Linked DNA regions of Ovis aries: region 1 is linked to region 2. The links are chromatin contacts, called in public Hi-C maps. All regions are on one chromosome and are shown on one strand. Each heading gives the region's core, a stretch centred on a gene start, on an enhancer-like site or on the middle of the called end of the contact. The rest is flanking DNA. Distances are from core to core; before and after follow the strand shown. Region 1 holds the start of LOC101108663 (cytochrome b-c1 complex subunit 7). Region 2 overlaps PTDSS1 (phosphatidylserine synthase 1).

Region 1 (7,376 bases), core at 2,666-5,165, 83 kb before region 2:
TGTCGTTTCTAATATTCAGCCCTTAATGGCCAGCATTATCAAATACACAAAAACTGTCCCACCTCCTCATATTTTGTCCACTGCTCTTTAGGCAGGATCTGCTGCCTCATGCTGAGGTCCAGTGCTCTCTTAATGCGAAACACTCTGTCATTATAAAGGTTCTCAGGAAGCCTTCTTATGGCTTCTTTTACATCGTCATTCTCATGTATTGTGTCATCTCGCATTAAGCCTATGGTAAAAAACAAAGTTAGAATGAATATGCATCTTGAAAATAACTTTTTAAAAAATAAGTAAAATTTTGACTTATAACTTAAGTCATTAACTTGGGTGATATATCCAGAAATAATTATGATGGAAACTCAATGCTATTTCACATACAATAATGGGTTATTTAATGGATTATTTCTTAAATGGTACTGTGGAAACAATGAGTCTTTAAAATATATTTCCACAAAGTTCACATTTTATCTACAGTAATTTTAAAAACATTTAAAATGTCGACTGTGTTTTTAAACACTTATCAATAAACCACATCTCTACCTTATTATAGTTTGTAATTCTGAGCTCAAGGAATTAAAGAACCTTAAAATGACAGTGTACTAAGGAACCATTAGCATTTAATGGTGCTTCCATCAGGCTTCAGTTACAAAAGATGAAGTTCACCACAAAGTATAAAGTTCTAAATAAAGTTCAGAATCAACTAACTGTAAAGACAGCAGACAATTTTAACATTTGAAAAATCTCTACTTTCAAAGTTCACATAACTTAAATTTTAAAATGCTAAGGAGAGGAGCTGAGAGAGGGAACATATAATAAGGAAAATGTTCTGCTCTCATATTTCAAGAACATAAATCATGTCCACCTCATACATTTGGGACAATTCCATCCCTCTCTTCTCAATAATAAAAAGGAAATGGATTTAACAATAAAATGACTTAATTTTAAAATTTAAGGTACACAGGTACGAATAGTTCATGTATTCTGAGGATCCATACTAACTCCTACAAAAGCACTATACTCAGAAGAAGAAGAAAACAAAATAAGAAGCACAAATACTCACCCAGTTTATTGAACCCGGCAGCGTTGTAATACCATTTTCGAATACCCTCCAGCCACTTGCTTGATGCTGAAACTGATAAGTCAGACTATTAATTGCTAATAATCCTACTTCCTATGCAAACACAGGAAGGAATTTCTTTTAAAAGCATATACTCTATATATTGTAGGTAAAAACTGCTTACCTTGTCTATCAACAAAAGTGACTGCAGGTAAAAACTGGACAGTAAGGAAAAAGGATAAACTCAAACACCTGAAAGACCTATAGGTATGATTACAGTCCCTCACTATCTGCAAGGGACTGATTTCAGGATCCCCCTCAGATACCAAACTCCAAGAGGCTCAAGTCTCCCATATAAAACAGTACAGTGTTTGCATATAATCCAAGCATGTTTTCCTATTTTAAATTTTCTCTGGGCTGTGCTTAGTTGCTCAGTTGTGTATGACTCTTTGCAACCCTATATGGATTGTAGCCCGCCAGGCTCCTCTGTCCCTCAGATTTTCCAGGAAAGAATACTGGAGGGGTTTGCCATTTCCTCCTCCAGGCAATCTTCCCAACCCAGGGATCAAACCCACATCTCTTGAGTCTCCAGAGGGATTCTTTACTACCACTGCCACCTTAATACAATGTAAGAGCGATGTAAATAGGAGTAAATACAAAATAAATGCTATATAAATAGATGGCTGAGAGCAGCAAGTTCAAGTTTTGTTTTTTTTGAACTTTGTGAAATTTTTTCTTCAAAATATTTTCCATCAGGAGGTTGGCTGAATTCTCCAGTGTGGAACCAGTGGATACAGAGGGCCAACTGTACTGCCACTCCAGCTTTTCAAAGTCAAGCATCCCATTCCATCATGTCCCCTTGCTGCTGTTAGAATTAAAGGAGTGGGGGACGGAAAAGAAACTCCATCATTTGCAATTTCAGAAACAGGTTACAGGAAATAACTCTTTTAATAACTTTTCAAGGGAGCTGGAGTTGTATGAAAAGATGAGATTTCAGGATACACTAGCAGATTAAATGACCCCCATCTTCCAAAACTTTTATTTTACATTACTTTTATTTCACTTGGCTACTCTCTTTAAAAATGTATGTATTTCTGGGAGGGTTTTGATCCCATATGGACTAGTAAAAAAAGCACATTTCCCTCTTCCCCAGCAGCTAACTTTCCTTGGAGGGAATGAATATTTCAAAGCGTATGAGGAGAAACAGGTAATGTTAAAACTCTTTCCGAAACAGAACTGAGCTTGATGGGTTACCCAGTAGGAGTTAAAGGCAACATGACAGTGTCTGATGTTTACAGGAGAGATGTGGTACAGAGAGGGAGGTATGGAAAGTTTAAATTTTCTTTTAAAATTTTGTCTTAGGGATAGTCCCTAACCAAGGAAGGAAAACAAACTCTCTTTTGATTCAACCTCTTAGACATCACAGCTTTGGTAACTCTCTTTGGAAATTAAGCACCAGGTGTATAATGTTGCTTCTAAAATAACAACAAATCGTCAACAATCTACAGACACATTTGTAGGAGAGAATTACTTGAAAACATATTTACCAGTGATGGTAATAATGTTTAATATCCACTGAACACTTACTGTGTGCCAGGCACTATTCTATTTGTTTTACTCCCATGCCTGAGTTACTTACAACCCGCAAGTCCTTGCAAAAGAGCAATAAGTATTACATGAATTATCCCATCCAAGATCAGAGGCAGCCAGTGATGGAGCTGAGGCCAGGTCTATGTAGTTTGCAAACACAGCACTGAAGCACAATGTCTTCAGTAGTTGTCTAGTTAAGGAAATAATGAATTTTTAAATGTCTCCGCCACTCCCCAAAAGCTCAATGTCATTTAGGTTAACGAATTGTTCTGGCAATCTGGTGTTTCCTAATAGCTTCACAACTGTTGGGGGTACCGAAATAGGGAACAACGTTTTTTAAAAAAGCTAGGAGGTATGTGTGTGTTCACTCGCCTGCGACTCTGCGACCCCATGGACTGTAGCCCATCAGCCTCCACTGTCTATGAAATTTTTCAGGCAATACTGAAGAGGGTTGCCATTTCCTACTCCACAGGATCTTTCCCCACCCGGGGTTCCAACCCGCGTCTCCTGCACTGGCAGGCGGGTTAGGGACTGACAAAAAAGGGGGGGTGGGGAAGGAGCGGGGAGAGGACTGTATTTTTTCACGTTGTTTAAATATTCCAGTAATATCTGCGTTCTATTCCATAATAAACACATCTGTTCCAATACCTAGAATAGATGCAAATGTCTCCAAATCCAAAGACCAAGTGGATGTTCCAGATAAGCCAAGGTTATTAAACTGAAGCTTCGCCGTAACCCTCACTCACTCAGCTGCCTCTAAATTCCGTTTGAGAAGCGCGAGAGAGGTTCAGCGAGGCTTCCAATCCTGTTTCCTCCGGCCACTTCGCCTCAGTTATTTTACCGCCTACAAGGAAAACTGACACTGTCCTCCTCGCGCTGACAGAACGGACCTAGCTAACGCACACGACAGCGCCTGGCTCACAGTAAACGCTCGGTTCACTTCGGTTGAGAGCCACTATCTCCTGGTGCCCTTGAACTTCTTCTAAGGTCGAGAGGAGAAGGGCTCAGAGCTCGAGCATCCGGAGCGCCAGGGCTATGGGGGCCACCGCGGACAACTTCACCAACAGCCGGCCCTGGAGACGGAATGGGGGTGGGCCCAAGGTGGGCTGGAGCCGCCTCCTTCCCTCCCGCCATAAACCTGCCCTTTTAGACCGAGCACAGGGAGAGGAGCAAGTTGCTGCAAGTATAAAAGGTTCAGCGCAGCGATGCCCGCCAGGCAGGCCGCCCGTGACTTACCAGCTGGCCGGCCCGCCATGTTGACCTGACACAGAAGCGTTGCCTCCTGGGTAAGTCCTAGAGGTCGAGCAGGGCCCAGGGCGCAGGCGCGTTGCGTCACGTCGTGCGGCGCGTAGGGCGGGGAGACGCTCGCGCAGGCGCAGTTCTGGCGGCCAGCCTTTGGCCTCTGAGGACGTACACCTGTCGGTCACGATTATGCTAATCTCGTAGGCGTGGAACCGCGACACGTTCCCTGCGACAAGGTGGGAAAAAACATTAGGCGAGGAATTAGAACTAGAGAAGGAAATGGCAACCTGCTCCAGTATTCTCGCTTAAAGAATCCCATGGACAGAGGTCCATAGGATCGCAAAGAGTCGGACAAGACTGAAGCGATTTAGCACGTACGCAGGCAAGGAATTAGAACACCAGATCTTTAGCCTGGCTTCTGTTAGTGACGATCTCTGAGAGGTTGGGCAGTAATAACTGCGCCCTTTGTGTCAAGCAACACGCTAAGCGTTTTATGGACTTATTTTAATTTCATTCTAAACCTATAAGATAAATACGGTGATTGTACCCATTTTAGAGAAGAGGAAACTGAAGCTCTGAAAGGTTGCGTAAATTGTCTAAGGGCACTTAAACTAGGAGGAATCCAGATTCACCTTCCAGAATCTGAGACTCTAGATAAAATGTCGTTCAGTTGCTAAATCCTGACTCTTTTGCAACCCCATGGGCTAAAGCCCAGTCAGGCTCCTCTGTGCCTGGAAGTTCCCAGGCAAGAATACTGGAATGGGTTGCCATTTCCTTCTCCACAGGATTTTCTTGACCCAGGGATCGAACCTGTGTCTCCTGCATTGGCAGCCAGATTCTCTACCACTGAGCCACCAGGGAAGCCCCAAAGATACAACTTTGGCACTCCGCGATCCTAGGGCCATATGCTACACCACTGACCCAGGGGAAACTAACCCTCTCTCACCTTCAGTTTCTCCAGGTGAAGTTCTACATCAAGCCATTTCAGTGATAGTCTTGTTGAGAAGAACAATTTAATACTAAATTTGAACTGTAGCAGAATTTTAATGCAATTTTAAGGTAAAAGTACATTTTAAAGGTTTCAGTCCAACTTAAGTCTAAAGTGTAAAAAACTAGGGACAGCAGGATCACAAATTGTTGAGGTAGAAGAATTTTACTTAAGGTTGCAGAACAGAATAGTTGGTTAATTTGTGGGTGAGACAGGCCCAGGGGACAAGTCAGACCATCTCTTTACACCTTTTATCAAAATAAACTCCAGGTGTATTAAAGAGATTTAAAAGTATTAAAACAACAACAACAACAAAATACCCTAGAGACAAAACAGTCGGGTTTGTTTACGATGTTTGATGCTTACTGAGTTACTGATGAACTTCTGCACCAATACTGTCTTGGGCTGCTCAGTGTATGGTAACAAATCATAGACTGGGTAGCTTAAAAAACAAATTTACTTTCTTACAGTTCTTTCCAGTTAGAAGCATAAGATGAAGGCACCAGAATGGTCAGTTTCAGTTGAGAGCTCTTTTCCTGGGGCTTGTATAGGGTGCCTTTCTTACTGTGTCCTCACGTGGTGGAGAGAGCAAGCTCTTTTGTATCCCTTACAAGGACATTGATACCTTCATTTAAACATATTATCTCCCAAAGTTTTGCAGTTTGGGCGGGATGGGGGGGGGGGTGGGTGGTGGTGGGAGGACACAATTTGGTTCATTGCAACTACCCACCAGAAACTACTTGTTTTCTTCTGTCCTAAGCTGAGATTTGGGGCAGTATAGAATGCCATCTAATTGTAAATTTGAAAGGTTTAGTGGTCTTAGTCACAATCCAGATCTAAAATCTTGTTGGCTTCTACCTTTTTTTTTTTTTTCCTCTGTGACACCACAATTTCTCCTATTACTCAGCACTATATGCCATACTAAAAAGCTAATGAATGCCTGTTCCCAGACTAGATTAGCCAAAGTGAAGTTTGGAAGATAGGAAGACATGCAGTACATTTGTAGCTGGTAAATTGCCTTACAAGAACTTAGTAAATTGTTCTCCCTTCTTCCCTACCCTTCAAGTTTGTTTGCTGCTTAGAGGGTGAAGGTGGCAAGAGAAGGAAAACCTTTTCAAGGGATTATACCCAGGACTGTCACAAAATCCAGCCCCTAAAGAGAAGGCAATGGCACCCTACTCCAGTACTCTTGCCTGGAATATCCCTTGGACAGAGGAGCCTGGTAGGCTGCAGTCCATGGGGTCGCTAAGAGTCGGATATGACTGAGTGACTTCACTTTCACTTTTCACTTTCATGTGTTGGAGAAGGAAATGGCAACCCACTCCAGTGTTCTTGCCTGGAGAATCCCAGGGGCGGGGGAGCCTGGTGGGCTGCCGTCTATGAGGTCGCACAGAGTCGGACACGACTGAAGTGACTTAGCAGCAAAGGTATTAGGATGATCACAAGCTGGAATCAAGATTTCCTGGAGAAATGTCAACAACCTCAGATATGCAGATGATACTATAATGACAGAAAGTGAAGAGGAACTAAAGAATCTCTTGATGGGGGTCAAAGTGGAGAGTGAAAAGTTGGCTTAAAACTCAAGATTCGGAAAACTGAGATCATGGCATCTGGTCCCATTACTTCATGGTGAATAGAAGAGGAAAAAGTGGAAGCAGTGACAGATTTTATTTTCTTGGGCTTCAAAATCACTGTGGATGGTGATTGCAGCCATGAAATTAAAAGATGCCTGCTCCTTGTCAGGAAAGTTATGACAAACTTAGACAGCATATTTAAAAGTATCCCTTTGCTGATAAAGGTCCATATAGTCAAAGTTTTGTTTTTTCCAGTAGTCATGTGTTGACAGAAGAGCTGGACCATAAAGAAGGCTGAGTGCTGAAAACCTGATGCTTTCAAACTGTGGTGCTGGAGAAGACTCGAGAGTCCCTTGGGCAGCAAGGAGATCAAATCCTCAAGGAAATCAATCCTGAATATTCACTGGAAGGATTGTTGCTGAAGCTCCAATACTCTGACCACCTGATGGGAAGAGCCGACTCACTGGAAAAGGCTCTGATGCTGGGAAAGATTGAAGGCAAAAGGAAAAGGGGGCAACAGAGGACTCTGCTTAGATAGTGTCCAACTCTGGTTAGATAGCATCAGCAACTCAATGGACATGAATTTGAGCAAACTCTGGGAGACACTGGAGGACAGAGGAGCCTGGTGCACTGCAGTCCGTGGGGTTGCCAAGTCAGACACGACTTGTGGCTAAACAGTAGGTATTAAGCCTAGAAAGCCTGGACATTTGCTGATAGCCATTAGAACTGATTAAAACATTTTTTATTTTCCTTCTGGCATATGGCAGGATTGCACTTCTCCATCCCTAAAGATAGGCATGCCTGTGTGATCCTTTGACAAAGAAAAATGTGAGAAAATTTTAACAGCAATTTTTCACATTCCTTTCCCCTTCCATAGATGGGCTACATTCCAGACATGATTGAAGCTCCAACCTCCATCACTCAG
Region 2 (6,881 bases), core at 2,143-4,642:
TGCTCCCTGCTCCCTTGCTCAGAAACACCTACTGACAAGCCCCAGTCTTCTGCAATAGTCACAAATCTTTTTCAGCAACTGAATCCTTTTTCTCCAATGATATCTTCCTCCAAACCCTGATATACAGCAAAACAACTGAGCAGGATCGTTCTGGGCGTGTCACCCAGGACCCTCCGCCCCCTTCTCCCCCTCTTCATCCTGCCCCGGGGCTTCTTAGGAAGTCCAGATGTTCCATGGAGCACAACTGAAAGAGTTCTCTACCTCCTTAAGGCCCAGCTCAGCGCTCACTTCCTCCCCAAACCGGAACCGGAACTCATCTGAACCGGAACTGGAACCACCTCCTGAAGTTCTGCAGTGGCTCCTGGCTCCCTGTGGGACTGTATCATAGTTGTGTAGCTTGTATACATGGCTTGTTTCCACTGGTAGAGAGTCAGCTCCTGGCCGCTGGAGAGTGACCTATCCGCGCCCCAAGCTCTCGCGGCCAAGTGTTTTGTGCAGCTGCAGGGCTGCATCTGTAGGATGCACACAGGCTGTGGCATCTTGAGAATCCAGGAGCAACCTGTGCTACAGATAGAAGAGTCTCTGCTCGAGGTTGACTTGTCTATGCAGCTCACACACACCAGGCTGAGCGCTTTTGTGCCCCAGTTTCAATAAGACCGTGACACATTCTTGTTGTATCCACCGAGGATTTCCTGATGCCGGGTTCTGCGTTAAGGTCATTTTTATTTATGAGTGGCCAGCCTCACACCAGGCAGAGGCACCTCAGGCAGCCCAAAGTTGATTTGACTCCTGCCCGTGAGAACCTGCTGGTCATAGCAAACACTCTCTACCAACAACCCAAGAGAAGACTACATGACCATCACCAGATGGTAAACACTGAAATCAGATTGATTATGTTCTTTATAGCCAAAGATGGAGAAACTCTATACAGTCAGCAAAAACAAGACTGGGAGCTGATTGTGGCTCAGATCAGGAAGTCCTTATTGCCAAATTCAGACTTAAATTGAAGAAAGTAGGGAAAACCACTAGACCATTCAGACATGACCTAAATCAAATCCCTTATGATTATACAGTGGAAGTGACAAAAGGATTCAAGGGATTAGATACGATATACAGAGTGCCTGAAGAACTGTGGATGGAGGTTTGTGATACTGTATAGGAGGCAGTGATCAAAACCATCCCAGAGAAAAAGAAATGCAAAAAGGCAAAATGGTTGTCTGAGGAGGCCTCACAAATAGCTGAGAAAAGAAGAGAGGGTAAAGGCAAAGGAGAAAAGGAAAGCTATATCCATTTGAATGCAGAGTTCCACAGAAGAGCAAGGAGAGATAAGAAAGCCTTCCTCAGTGATCAATGCAGAGAAATAGAGGAAAACAAAAGAATGGGAAAGACTAGAGATCTCTTCAAGAAAATTACAGATACCAAGGGAACATTTCATGCAAAGATGGGCACAATAAAGGAGAGAAACAGTATGGACCTAACAGAAGCAGAAAATATTAAGAAGAGGTGGCAAATAGATGGGGAAACAATGGAAACAGTGTGAGACTTTATTTTGGGGGGCTCCAAAATCACCGCAGATAGTGACTGCATGAAATAAAAGACATTTGCTCCTTGGAAGAAAAGCTAAGACCAACCTAGACGGCATGTTAAAAAGCATAGACATTACTTTGCTAACAAAGGTCTATCTAGTCAAAGCTATGGTTTTTCCAGTAGTTATGTATGTATGTGAGAGTTGGACTATAAAGAAAGCTGAGCACTGAAGAATTGATGCTTTTGAACTGTGGTGTTGGAGAAGACTCTTGAGAGTCCCTTGGACTGCAAGGAGATCCAACCAGTCCATCCTAAAGGAAAGTGAAGTTGCTCAGTCGTGTCCAACTCTTTGTGACCCTGTGGACTGTAGCCCAACAGGCTCCTCAGTCCATGGAATTCTCTAGGCAAAAATATTGGAGTTGGTTGCCATTTCCTTCTCCAGTCCTAAAGGAAATCAGTCCTGAATATTCATTGGAAGGACTGATGCTGAAGCTGAAACCCCAATATTTTGGCCTCCTGATGTGAAGAAGTGACTCATTGGAAAAGACCCTAATGCTGGGAAAGACTGAAGGCAGGAAAAGGGGATAGCAGAGAATGAGATGATTGGATGACATGACCGACTCGATGGACATGAGTTTGAGCAAGCTCCGGTAGTTGGTGATGGACAGGGAAGCCTGGTGTGCTGCAATCATGGAGTCACAGAGAGTCAGATACGACTGAGTGACTGAGCTGAACTGAACATGCTCCTTCACGATAAGGACAGCAACAAGCATGAAGGGGAGGGAGAGTCCTGGGTTCTATCCAGCCACAGATTGGCCGCCTTGCTCAGCCTGGTCAAGATCCAAGATTGAAATTGGCTCTAAGTTGAGGGCAATACCATGGAGGGGCTGCCCAGGGTGAGGTGGTTGGTGTTGCCTCAGCTGCCAGGCTTCATAGAGGCTCCCACAGTACCCAGGCCTCTGGCCTCAAGCCCCAGGCCGACAGCAATTTGAGCCCGTAAGGAAGTGGTGTTGACCTCCCATGAGGGTGTTACGTTTCAGGACTCCCTCTAAGGGCCAGCATTGCTGGGTATGGGGTCTGTGAATGGCTGGGGTGATGCATCCCTGTTCCCGCTGCTCCCCACATCCCACATCTCCAGGTCCTCACCTCCACGGTCTCCTCACAGCAGTTCTCTTCCAGCCGCCAAAATGAGTCTCCACAAAATGAAACTAGTTCAGCCTTCTGCTGCAACGCCCCCAGGATTCTCAGGTCCCTCAGACTGAAAGCCGAGCTCTGGGGTGGCCTTCGAGACCCATGTCACCTCGTGACCTCACGCTGCCCCTCCGCCTCCGTCCTGACCCCCCTCCCCCACCCAGTCTCTACTCAAGGTCACCTCCATGGACAACAGTTTAGCTAAGATTCCTCAGCATGTGGGGACCAAGTCATCCTGAAGTTCCTGACTGCAAAGCACTGGTCTTGAGAGCAAATTTCAGGCCGTTATGAAGTCACCTGAGTGAGTCATGACCAGCATTTTTCTGACAATGAAATAGGGTAGGAAAATGTCAGCAAGGGGACAGTTGTTTTGTGTGTGTTGGGGCAGGTTGTTTGTGTGTGGGAGGGGGAACAAAATGAAAATTGTGTTTCCTGCCGTGGGACTCAGGTCACAGAAGTCTGAGAAACACAGCTCTAATCAGCTGGTCACCGAACTCTCCAAGGGCGCCTCGGTCAGATGACTATTTAGAAGCCTGTCACAGTAAAGCCCGCTGTTCTGTCCGCTCAGGGCGGGTGGGCAGACTTCCTTCCGGTTGCAGTCCCTCAGGCGGGCTTGCTTTCTGTGTCCGCCCACAGGAGCGCTTCCCGAAGCTGCTTTGCTGCCCCCTAGTGTCGGCTGGTGGTCTCGATCTCAGGATGACACCGACCTCAGCCCTGCTCCCTCTGGCCTCCCACGATGCTGGGCTGAAATGCGGCTTTCTCACAAGGGCTGTGCTTTATTGGGCCGGGGTGTGTGTGTGAGTGTGTGTGAGAGTCGTCTTTAAAGATTCAGGCAACCACTCCTAAACCTTGTTCGGTTTGTCCCAGGGGACAAGACCACCCCAGACTCACTAGAGATCCATACTGGAGACTTCCTGCTTTGGTGGTTCTGACTCCAGGTGTTTAGCTGTTTAGAGCTGTCCATCCATTTGACGGTGGCAGTGACCTCTGTGTCTGCACTGGGGAGGGGTCCTGGGGTCTTCCGGGCCCCTTCCTGCCTGATTTCAGAGATTATGCCTGCAAAAGGACAAGTCCCTGATTGTCTCGCTTCCTTCCTGAGCAAGGAATAGCTAGCGTGGCTTTGTCAGAAATCGCTGTTTCTGGGCAGTCACTGGGATGAAGGGATGAGCTGTGGTACCCCACCTCCTTAGTTCTTACCTTCAATTTCTGAACCATAATAAAGGCCTGATTTTAATATTCATAAATGAAATTCTATAATACAAGATTTGCTTTTTTCTTTGATGTTTTAACTCAGGAGTAAAACATGAAAGTTTTTTAAACATTTTTTTATTTAGCAAAATTCCTTACGGATGCAGAGAATAAAGGGTTTTTATTGTCAGCAGAACTGGACATATTAAATCTGGAAATTCCTAGATGGCTGGGAGGGAATGTGATCACTGCCTTCAAGTTACTGAAAGCCTCACCTGGAGGCTCACACTCCCCTGTATGACTGTAGAGGGCAGAGTTAGGACTGGGGTGGGAGGAGGCAGCTACCCGCTGGAGATAAGGAACAACTTCCCCAAAGCTAAAGAGACTGAAAGAGCAGAAGAAGTTGCCCACAGAGGTGGTGGATTTCCTGTCTCTGTCAGGGTCTCAACCAAGGGGGTGTCTGTCCACCTGTCGTGATGGCTCTGACCGAGATGACATCAAGTGGCCTGTGGCTATGAAAATGTACACACTGAGATTGTGGTCTGTGAGGAAGGAAGATGTGAAAAATAACTTATTTCCAGGGAGGAATAAAGGGATGAATAAGCAGAGCACAGAGGGCTTTTAGGGTAGTGAAACTATTCCTTCTGACCCTCTAATGGTAGATGTATGTACACTAAGTCGCTTCAGTTGTGCCCAACTCTTTGCAACTGTAGTCCATGGGATTCTCCCGGCAAGAATACTGGAGTGGGTTACCATGCCCTTCTCCAGGGGATCTTCCCAACCCAGGGACTGAACTTGCATCTCTTACGTCTCCTGCCTTGGCAAGCAGGTTCTTTACCACTAGCACCACCTGGGAAGCCCAGTGGTGGATACGTTACACTTTGAACATCTATGCAAACCCATAGAATGTACACCACCCTCAGAGTGAACTCTGAGGTAACCTGTGGACTTTGGGTGACTGTGTTCATCATTTGTGACAGATGTGCTGCCCTGGTGGGGGATATTCATAGTGGGGAAAGCTGTGCGTGCGTGAGGGCAGAGAATGGTCAGAAATCTGTACCTTTGCCTCAAGTTTACTATGAGCCTGAAAAACTGCTCTAAAAAAATAATCTGAAAAAAAGAAGAGAAGAATAACAGTAAAATAGCTTGTTTAAATTAAATCTATATATATATATATATATATATAATACATATAATATGTATTGTCTCTAAAGAAAGCACAGTAGACTAGAACACTGTCATTTTGTAGGGGACTTCCTTCCAGTGTTTGGAGCAGAAATCTTTTGACCTGTTGAACTTTCTGATGGAATTATGCATGTTTCTGGTAATGTGTTACATTCTGATAAGATGAGTTTGTTATTTAACCTCTTGTTCTGTGTCACAGGGTCATTGGTTTCCTGGAAGCTATTGTCTGCATAAAATTTGGACAAGATCTCTTCTCTAAGACCCAAATACTCTATGTTGTGCTTTGGCTTCTTTGCGTGGTAAGTCATTACTTTTCTACCTTGAAGTGCTAAACTCCCCATGGTCTCTTCTAAAACAAAACAAGACCCTCTTGTGCACCAAGGTTTCTTAGACATTTATAGACAAGACATACTACTTGTAAGTAGCCCAAAATTAGCCATGGGATGAAGTTCAAGAACAAATACATAGGACCACATGGCACCCCAAATTGGTCCCCTTTGTAGGTCTGATCACATGCCCCCAGCAGGTACATTATACTCTCATTTGTTTCACTTGTGAGCATTCGCCTGCGTTTGCTGAGAATGTCAGGTCTGCCTCGAAGGGACGATAGTTACTGTACCCTGTAATGTGTGTATTACCAAGTGTTTATATACAAAATGACAGACTGTGGTTTACAGGCCATGTAAGGGGAGGGGGTTTGGAGGTAATCAGGCCACGCAATTTCTTTTCCCCAGGCCAATGTTAGATAGGCCATGCTTGTGTTGGGTGTGTTTTCCTCTCTGAAGGGAAGAGTCCTGGGGGCCTCCAGCTTCATTGTCCCAGGACTTTTCCCTCATCTGTCAAATGAAACAGGATCTTACCTAAAAATTTTTAAAATTTAAAATTCTGTGATTGCCCTTCTTAATTTGTTTTGTTACTCTGGAGAAAAGTCTTATTTTACATTTAAGATTCTTTGCTTTTACTTACTTAGTCTAGAAAATTAACTCGGGCTTTTAAAAATGTTTATTATTATCACATAAATTTCAAACATGTCAAGTAGATAAGGTCGCTCCACCTTCACGTACGCATCACCCAGATTTAGCAGTTACCCACCAATGGCTGATCTTGTGTTCTTCTGTTCCACACGCACCATCCCTACCCCAGCTTACTAGAAGCAGGTCCACTTTTCCTATTTCAGGATGTCTCTCTAAAAAGACAGGAAGGCTTTTCTTTTTATGACATTATCACACTGGAAAAAGAATTCATGCCTTCATACTGTTAAGCAGCTGATCAGTGTTCACATTTCTCATGTTTCCTTCAAGTTTGTATTTTCTAACAGATTATTTGAATCAGCATCTACTCATTGCAGTTGGTTTGCATGCCTCTTTTAATCTACATGTTTCTCTCCATCTCTAGCACTCTCTGCTTTGCAGTTTATTTGCTGAAGAAACAGAATCTTTTGTTCTGTAGGTTTTCCCCTCATCTGGTTTTACTGATGCCATCCTTACTGTCATTTATCAGATTTCTTTGTCTTCTGTATTTTCGATAAATTGGTAGCTGGATCTAGAGGCTTAATCAGATTCCAGTCTTTTTTTGTTTGTTTGTTTGTTTTTTCCTTTTGGCAGGACTGAACTTTGTATTTTTTAAGTGTTTTTATTGTCTTTCATGGTGTCTATTTTTAGGATTACTTGTTAGAAATCCTAACTGTGCCAAGGTACCTTAAGCCTGTGCATTGAACAGTGAAAGGGGAGAAGGATCTCTTTTGTCCTCAAACTCCAGAATTCATGCTCAGGTGTATTTTTTCTGTCACA

The links. A called contact is a pair of places that touch in the nucleus more often than the background predicts.
Region 1: a contact with region 2 is called in a Hi-C map of hypothalamus, with 3 times the contacts expected there. The contact joins the promoter of LOC101108663 here to the enhancer-like site in region 2. A contact is called at or near these places in 3 of 16 Hi-C or Micro-C datasets (hypothalamus, liver and muscle).

The regions. Positions count from the first base shown.
Region 1 is chr9:80,892,357-80,899,732 of ARS-UI_Ramb_v3.0, reverse strand. It overlaps LOC101108663 (cytochrome b-c1 complex subunit 7), which reads right to left and starts at 3,915. Exons shown (of 4, transcript XM_027973204.3): 1 at 3,884-3,915; 2 at 1,061-1,132; 3 at 63-229. The coding sequence starts at 3,902. LOC114116394 (a long non-coding RNA gene) reads left to right here and starts at 4,045. Exons shown (of 2, transcript XR_009595007.1): 1 at 4,045-4,125; 2 at 6,707-7,376.
Region 2 is chr9:80,809,017-80,815,897 of ARS-UI_Ramb_v3.0, reverse strand. PTDSS1 (phosphatidylserine synthase 1) reads left to right here. Exons shown (of 13, transcript XM_027973201.3): 10 at 5,291-5,390. Among named protein-coding and RNA genes, the nearest start is that of PTDSS1, 56 kb to the left of the region's middle. Within about 2 kb of position 3,392, at least 30 of the 54 cell types and tissues checked have an H3K27ac peak or open chromatin away from gene starts, as enhancers often do. A contact at or near this core is called in hypothalamus and liver, where this site is marked.